2 separate regions of the Gossypium hirsutum genome follow, and region 1 is linked to region 2. Evidence: chromatin contacts called from public Hi-C data. All regions are on one chromosome and are shown on one strand. The core of a region is the stretch at or near the end of the contact, and the rest is flanking DNA. Distances in the headings are between cores, read along the strand shown. Region 1 has its middle 50 kb from the start of LOC107890445. Region 2 holds the start of LOC107890445 (SNF1-related protein kinase regulatory subunit beta-2).

Region 1 (4,492 bases), core at 109-2,608, 51 kb before region 2:
TTATCAACAAACTTAAGCATATAAAATGTCTTTATTATACATTTATTATTTTAAGCATATATTTTTATTATTTCATATTTTTACTCAACTTCTTTCATAATAATGCAAAATGTTTAAAACTTTTAAATTATATATTTTTTTAATAAGACTTTTTTAACACATTTTTTAACCCAAATTTCTTTTCTAAATTACGGGTGTTTGATAAATTTATTAAAAAAATTATTTACTAAATTACTAAATATTAATATAAATATTAAATATAATTATGTTGTTTGATGAAAGTAAAAATGATCCATTTCTTAGTTTTTTTGGGTAGTTTCTTAGTTTTAAATTTATTAATGAAATATTTTATATTATTTTAAATAGTTTTAGAAATAAAATAAGGTAATTTAAATATTTCATTTAGAACAATAATTTATTTTAATTTTTAATAAAATAAAAATAAATTAATATTTTCTACATTAAATGATAAATAACTACTTATCTATTTATTTTATTCAACATTTTTTTACTGAAAATTTTATATTTAATAAAAAATTAAAATAGTTATCAGACACATCCAAAATATTAAATACTAAAAATTTTCATTCAAACTCACCCTAAATTATTTTTTCTTTTTCGACCCAAAATTGTTCAACAATAATATTTAACTAGTCCTCTATATATAGCAACCGTAATTAGGAAGTAACCAACATATATACACTAATTACAATTAAGTAAAATGCTGAAATTGTAAAAACATGAAACATGAGCTATAATAATTGTGCTTAACTTGTAATAATTTTACATAATTTTTAAATATTATTAATAATTTATTTATTTGATATATTTTGGCATTTTTGTATATAGTGTTTACGAGATTTTTTTATGTCATATCGTATTTTGTATGATATTTTACTTATTTTCAAATATCATTATCGAGTATAAGAATATTAAGCCTAAATTAAAGACTGAGGATTCCTAGTTAAAGTGATAAATAAATTTTTTTCATTAAAAAAAGAAAAGAAAAGAGAAAAGTCATGTGAGGGAAAGTCGTTCCATTTTGGAATTGGGAAGGCGTATATGATTCCACATATCTTAGTGTTTTGATTATTTATCAAACCAAAATTGAACAAATTCACGTGAAGTTAATGAAGGAAATAATATTATATAGGGTCCAAATCAAAAGCAAAAAGATAGATTTATGTGGCCAACAACATTGTTTTGGGAGTAGAATATTTAGTGTGTGGTGTTATGGCATAATCGGTAGATTCTGAGCTAGCTCACACATTAATGTCAATCTGTCTCTCCCATGTCACCTTGCGTCTTCCTAATTACTTTCTTCAACAGCCGCCTAAGAAACCAGTGCCTTTTCTCTTATTCTCTTTTATTTCCTTTCCTATCTGTTACCCAAGCCTTTAATGACCTTCAGTGATGAGGATGTGCGACTTGGAATGCTTCCACATGAAGATTTAGCCTTTGGAGCCAGATAGTCTCATTAGTCTAATGGAGAAAAATATGAAACTCACCGCTTAGAATAGAATCGGTTATAAATAAGAGAATAACTTATATTAGGATGACCCTAAAAATTAAAGTTTTTAGGCACCAATAAAATTAAGTCACATCACTAAAATTTAAAAATATGCAATTATTATTATACACCCATTAATATTCAATCCACTCTCCAATTCTAATTAAATTATTTTAAAATATAAGTTATTAAAGTAAAAAATCAAATATCAAGAAGTGATAGCTATAGTGGCAAGGCATATTACCTCGATTTTCCTAAAATATCAATCCAATCCACAATACGATTAACCCAAACAGCCACGACAATTCCAAATTGGCATAAATCCCTTACCTTTGGACGTAAACAACACCTTCACAAGCTTTAATCCTCCTGTGGATTAATCGTTCCGCGACCTTTACCTAGATAACCCAAAAGATTAATAACAGAAAACGTAGCACTCAAACCCTAACTTAGCAAAAAACAAATAACGAAATGAAGAGCCTCAGTAACAGAAGAAACAAATATAGACAATACTTACGCAATAATCGAGTAATAAACAATTCAATCAACACCAACCACCGAAATTGAGTACCACAAAAACAACCAGCTAAGAACACAAAGAAAATTTTGGGAAACAAAATCAAGAAAGTAAGAAAGAAAAGTTGAAGACCTTCCTTTACTAGAATCTATGTGAACAGGAAAAAGAAACAAAATGAACAGAATAAGGAGAAAAGAAGAAACGTGCCAAGTGGGGAAAGATTTTGAGAAATCCACTTTTTTAATTTCAAAATAAAATAAAATCTAAAAGATAAGCTGACTCTCTACCACTGAACCAATAGACTCACTCTTGGCACAAGTTATGCGAAAATAAAATTTAAGCCCAGTAAACAGAGATAGGGACAGAAACAAAAATAGCAAAAATTTCAAAGAGCGAGATTTGAACACATGACCTCAAACACATATCCAAAGGACTTAACCACTGAAGAAGATCACTTAACTTGACAAATTTTAGTAAATTAAAACTCAAATTTTTGGGGCGTTATAACTCTCCTCCCCAAAAAGAAATTTTGGCCTCAAAATTTACCTGATTCAAATAGATGTGGGTATTGCTATCGAATTGAGTCCTCATGTTTCCAAATGGCTTCCTTAATGTCATGATTCCACCACAAAACCTTAACTAAAGGAATGGTCTTCCTTCTCAAGACCTTAACCTCTTGATCCAGAATCTGAACAGGTTCCTCTTCAAAAGTTAAATCCGGTCTTACATCAATCTCTTCAACAAACACAATATGAGATGTGTCAAACCGATATCGTCTCAACATAGAGACGTGAAACACATCATGAATACGATCTAACTCCAGAGGCAACTCCAACTAATAAGCGACTGGCCCAACTTGTTTCAGAATCCGATAAGGCCTAATGAATCTAGGGCTCAACTTGCCCTTACATCTGAACCAAATGACTTTTTTCCATGGAGATACCTTAAAGAAAACTCGATCTTCTACACCAAACTCAATATCTCTCATTTTCAGATCCATGTAAGATTTCTGTCTACCAGAAGTTGTCTCAGAAACCAAATTAGGACCCAAAATCCACCTCTCACCTAACTTAGTCCAACACAAAGGGGTGCGACATTTACGACCATACTGAGCCTCGTATGGTGCCATCTGAACACTAGAATGAAAGTTGTTATTATATTAGCCAGTGCAGAAACTCCTCCCAACTACCACGAAAGTTGATGACACAACTCCGTAACATATACTATAAAATCTGAATCACTCACTCTGACTGCCCATCAGTCTAAGAATGGAATGCAATATTAAAATCTAACCAAGTACCCAAAGCCTCATGCAGTTTCTTCCAAAATCAAGACATAAACTGAGGGCCTCTATTAGAGATAATTGAGAGCAGAACGCCATGAAGTCTAACCACCTCGGAAATATATAACTTAGCCAATTTCTGCAAAGAAAAGTCAGTCCTGACCAAAAGAAAATGGGCAAAATTGGTTAAATGATCCATGATAACTCAAATAGAATTCTTCTTAGTAAGTGCTAAAGGCAACCCACTAATGAAGTCCATAGTCACACACTTCCATTTCCAAATAGGAATCTTTACGAGTTGAAACAAACCCGAAGACAGTTGGTGCTCAGCCTTAACTTGTAGGCTTGTATGACAATGAGAAACGAAATTAGTTACCACCTGCTTCAAATCGAGCCATCAGTATAACTTTCAGAGATCTCGATACATCTTATTTCCACTAGGATGCATAGCATAAGGGCTACTATGCGTTTCCCGCAGTATAGATTGCCTCAACTCAGTATCATTAGGCACACAAACCCGACCTCTAAAACATAGAACCCCATCACTATTCAACCCAAAATCAAAAGTCCTACCTTCTTCAACCTGTCGAATCGTAGAATCAGTGAATAATTGACTAAATGCTTAACCTGAATCTAATCAATCTAAGTTGGCTTAACTTGCAACTCGACTAAAAGACTACCATCATCAAACAGACTTAGGCAAGCAAATATCAGCCTCAAACCAAACATCAATCTATGACTAAGAGCATCAGCCATAATATAAGCCTTACCAAGATAATACTCAATGGTACAATAGTAGTCCTTAAGCAACTCAATCCATCTACGTGACCTTAAATTCAACTCCTTCTGAGGAAGGAGATACTTGAGGCTCTTGTGATCAGTGTAGATGATACACCTCTCACCATACAGATAATGCCTCTAGATTTTTAAAGCGAAAACAACCGCAACCAACTCAATATCATGCATGGGATAGTTGCCTTCATGTGACTTAAGCTGTCGAGACGTATTAGCCACTGCCTTACCATCTTGCATCAAAACAGAACCCAACCCAGTGTGAGAAACATCGTTGTACACCATAAACACTTTACCTAATTCAAGCTATATTAGAATGAGTGCCTGAGTCAAAACATATTTGAGCTTCTCAAAGATCAATTGTTTCTCATCAGTCCACACAAAAGGTACG
Region 2 (4,921 bases), core at 1,601-4,100:
AAACTTATCATGCTTCAACCTTTCTTCCTCTTTCACATAATGAGAAATGAGCTCATTTAGAGTCCATTTCTCCTTTTAACAGTTGTAACTAATTTTAAACTGATTAAACTGTGTAGGAAGCGATACCAAAATCATAAAAACAAGAAATTCCTCAAAAGCTTGATCTTAAGTGCCTTAAGTATTGAAGCAACATAGAACATATCTATGATGTACTCTCTCACATTTCCTTAACCCTTATACTTCACAGACATCAAAGAAGTCAGAAATGATGTCATCTCAACCTTAAGTATTGAAGCAACCTGAAAATGTGTTTGGGTGCTTTAACCCCTGGTTAAGTTTAAACAAGAGTGGTTAAGACTCCGTTTCAAGCTACGGCTTAAGTGTTATTTGTGATTGATGTGTGTAATGTCTGACTTTGAACTCGATTAACTAGGGTATTGGGTGTGCATATCTGTTCTGTCTGAATGTCTGATATTGTATCACTGTTTTGTGAGATTGAATGCATACATGCATTTGTATAAACTGTTTTGGGTTTGGTTGTGAAGAGAAGGGAGACTGATTCTGATCTGATCTGACAGTTCTACTGTGATTTATATGTACAACAATTTATCGTACTGTATCGCACATGCGTTAGCTTTGCTGCGCACTATTATCTGATCTGGCAATTTAACTGCCACTTGCCTGTATAGCAATTTACCGCATACGCTAGCCCTACTACGTATTATTATCTGAGTGGCTTAATCCACATATGTTGGTGTGTAGGTTTGGATGGGCCTTTCGAGGTCCTAATTGGTGTGTTTGGTTGGATGAGCTTTAACAGTTCTTTTGGGGTGTGATCGGGGGATGGAGAGGTGTGTTGGCTGGATGGGTTGTTTTTTTATTTGACTGCATTTTATTTGCATCTGTCTATGAGTTCTGACTGTAAGATATGTTGATTATATTCTGTTGTCTGAACATCATTTGTGCTGAATATTTGAGTGAACTTGATATACTATGTTTGTTAAGTTCTGTTGGAACGTTAGTTCCAAGTGTGCTTCCTGACACTAAGAGTAACTAAAAATCTGTTGTTCTATTGGATTGCGTTATAAATTCCTGTTTTTAGTTCTATTTCAGACTCACACTGAGCTTAAGTAGCTCATCCTCTCTTAGTGTTTCCCTTTTATGTACACTTTCGTTTTCTACAGTTGGACTCAGTAAGTCGGAGGTCTCAGAATCATCGCGTTTTTCTTTAACTGGTTAATAATCAATTCTTTTAATCTGAGTTTTATGTAAACGGTTGTAGATTGTAATTTCTGTTTTAAACACTATGGTATGAAATGTTTTGAATTAAATTGGTTGAATTAAAATACCTTGCGTTGAATAATGGGATTTGATAACTAAAAAGTTTTACATAACTTAAATAAACTGGGTGTTTTCTAACTAGATAACTAAAATTTTACGTAGATCTCTTCAGTGATCAATGTATCGTCCGAGATCCAATCTAAATTCCTAGACTGGGTTCGAGTGTTACAGTCTAGGAAGCGATACCAAAATCATAAAAACAAGCAATTCTTCAGAAAGCTTGATCTTAAGTGCCTTAAGTATTGAAGCAACCTTAAGTATTAAAGCAACCTTTACCCTTATACTTCACAGGCATCAAAGAAGTCAGAAATGATGTCATCTCAACCTTAAGTATTAAAGCAACCTAGAACATCTCCATAAGCTTTCCATGCCTTCTCATCTAGAGACTTAATAAACACTCTTATTCATTCTTTTCAGTAGGCATAGTTGAAGTCATCTAACATAGGGGATCTGGGAATTGAGCTACCTTCCATTTTTGAGCATTTTAAAAGTAACATCCTTACATGACATGTGAGGTGTCTAGTTTTGATAACAATTCATAGTGTTGAGTATTGTATTGGGAGTTGCAACTAAAGATACAACTAGAACTAAAAAATAAGAACAAAGAATACAAGAATTGTTTATATAGTTCGAAACCCTTTCCTATGTTAGTGGGGGCATTGCCCAACGAGTATTCCAATATGAATTACTAGTACAATATGTGATTTAAACTCAATTCACCCGCCATGTAGCAAATGTGCTAGTGGTAATGAGTAGTGCTTTAAAGGAGAAAGAAGAAAATGTATTGTTTAATGATGTATATGCTCGTTTAAGAGAGTTGAGCTTCTTTGCTAATAAATGAGTAGTATTTCTTTGGACAACATTTAAATTTATAATTTTTAAATAATTTTTATAATATTATAACTTTTTATATTTTTTAATTTTTATATTTCTTTAAATTTTAAAATTTTAATTTTTTTTACATGCCATATATATTTTTTTATCTGAAATAAAAAGAAGGGATTGTCTAGAATTAAATTAAGAACTAATACCAATAAAAATTTAAACAATGGAAGCCATTTATTATTACATTAATAATTAGTTGACAAGAAAACATCATTATTTTAGAATCAAATGAATTGATTAAATTAAAAATTAATTAAGGTATCAATTTGGAATAAGAAATTAGATCAGTTGACTTACAAAATGAATTGATTGAATCGTATTTTAATATTTATAAATTTTTAATAATTTATTTAATTAAATGATTTGATGAATTTTTAAAAATTAAATTGATGTGGCAGGATATTAAAAGTTTAGAGGGGCGTGACCAGAATCAAATTATGAACAGGTGTACAGGAAGGCATTGTTGAGTAATTAAAAACAAAGATAAAATATGAAATGGGAATGTAGGAGACGTGGCAGGAGATGATTCCCGCAAGGCATCAACCGTAAAGAAGGGCACAACGTGTATAGGGGAACAGTTGGGTTATTGTGGACAAAAGGCAGAAACAACATTCTTTTGAGCCAACCATCATGACTTGGTTGGTCCATGACTTCTCCATTTATACTATAAGGATCTTTCTTCCAAACTCATTGGAGAATATTATAAATAATTTCACTTTTCATTATTCACTTGTTTCCGCTTTTTCTTTTTTTTTTCAACTCATCCAGAAGTGAGTGAGAGAAATGGAGTAGACAAGTAGCACTTTCCCATTAAGACCTCCATCAATCAATCAAATGCTCATATAAATAATTAATAAAGAAAATTACATTAATGTAAAGTTGCAGAAATTATGGTGCTTTCCCTTGACTTGTTCCTTTGCTTGCTTTCTTGTGATTGTGCAGTCCAGTTACACTCATGGGTGAGTAAAGTACCCCCCTCCCCTTCTAAAGCATCGAGTATATTTGATCAGTTCTGCTTTTTTGGTTTTTCTGGGTTTTTTTTGGTTCCATGGGGAGTGATGGGTTTTTGTGGTTTAATAGAAATTGTTGAGACTATTTAACTAATTTGAGGTGTTTCTTACTTGTTTTTAAAGTAATGGGAAATGTTAGTGGTAGAGATGATGGTGAAGGAGGTTCAGGAGCAAAGAAGAATGGAAATGAAGTGGATAATGAGCAATTTAATTCAGACCCAATGCTTCACTCCCCTCCACATAGTCCTAATGAGTCTTATCAGCCTCCTTTCCTTTTCCCTCCACAGGTTAGTTCTTTATTCTTCTTTTCTCTTCCTTGTTTGGTAGGGTTGAATTGAAGGGTGGAATAACATGAGGACAGACTTGATTCAGTGAAGCATGTATATATATATATATATAGTTTAAGTTTGGGAACATGAATATGAGAATTTGTATTTGGATTTAATTATTAGAATGAAATGCTTACCTTGGAAAATACTAGATTTTTTGTTAATGAAAAAGATTGATATTAGATCTAAATTTGATACTGGATTAGACTTATCTCTAAAGCAAAGGGAAAAGAAACCCTCTATAGAGATTTAGTGCCACTACATTGCTATGCCCAGAAATTGACATCTGAAGTGCTTGTTCATGATATGGAATATATAAATGCAATATATATTAACTGAAAGAAAGACCACTAACATCTGTATTGAATTTGTATGTTTAGATCCCTATGTTTCCCTGGCTAAGATCTGCTGAAATGATCCAAACTCAAACTCAAAATGATATGTTAATGCAAAACACTACGCGGTACGAAGATATCCGTAGTGAGAATAACTTGCCATGGGAATACAACGATTCAGGCAGAGCTCCGGATTTACAGGTATTCTGAAGCTTCTTTTCTAAATCTTTGCCATGTTGGTAATAAGTGGGTAATTGTGTTAGCCACCATTTCATCTCATTCTATTTTTGCCTTTTCCATTGCTTACTTGGACAGAATCTTTAACTTTTCCTACAAAGCAAGTGGTCTCAGGACATAGAATTTTGGAACCATAATAAGTTTCTTGATTCTATTTTGACCTAACTTAGAGTTGAAATCATACGCAAATAAATATTGATGTTTTGAATTAGTATTCAACTTTAGGCCTGTTTAATCTTGGTTTTGGCTGTTTAAATCAAAGTTATCAAATTAGTTTTTGGAACCAAAGTAAAAATCTCCATAGTAGGTGATTTGATTTTTTTTTAAAAAAAAAAAAAAAACTGGGTTTGAATTAAAATTATGAAAATATCTTTATTTATAATTCAACCCTTAACCAAAATATATGATTTAGTTGCACTGAAGTGTAATTCCTTAAAATATTTCCATATTCAGTACGTAATTAAATTAAGTATTATATTTAGACTATTATTAATATCATTAATTTTTAATTAGCACTACTTTCTTACCTAGTCATCATTAAATCGTTATGTCTGACTGAGCTGATTGGTATAATCAACGTTTAAGACAAATTATTAAACTTGTAATTCAAAGGTTCATTCTCATTTTCTATTATTTTCTATGATTTTAATATTTAAAATATGATTGCATATTCAAATTAATATTTACAATTTATATTTCATATATAATAATTTGAATATTATGTGAATTTATTTTAGTTTCCAATTTAAAATGAATATTTTAATTTTTAAGACACTTGAAATTA

Evidence for each region. A called contact is a pair of places that touch in the nucleus more often than the background predicts.
Region 1: a Hi-C map of petal shows a contact between it and region 2, with 3 times the contacts expected there. The contact joins the enhancer-like site here to the promoter of LOC107890445 in region 2. A contact is called at or near these places in 6 of 34 Hi-C or Micro-C datasets (anther, fibers, hypocotyl and 2 more).

The regions. Positions count from the first base shown.
Region 1 is chrA07:91,364,782-91,369,273 of Gossypium_hirsutum_v2.1, reverse strand. No RefSeq gene overlaps it. Among protein-coding and RNA genes, the nearest start is that of LOC107890445, 50 kb to the right of the region's middle. Within about 2 kb of position 1,358, at least 2 of the 9 cell types and tissues checked have an H3K27ac peak or open chromatin away from gene starts, as enhancers often do.
Region 2 is chrA07:91,315,308-91,320,228 of Gossypium_hirsutum_v2.1, reverse strand. It overlaps LOC107890445 (SNF1-related protein kinase regulatory subunit beta-2), which reads left to right and starts at 2,850. Exons shown (of 6, transcript XM_016814862.2): 1 at 2,850-3,185; 2 at 3,360-3,523; 3 at 3,946-4,101. The coding sequence starts at 3,182.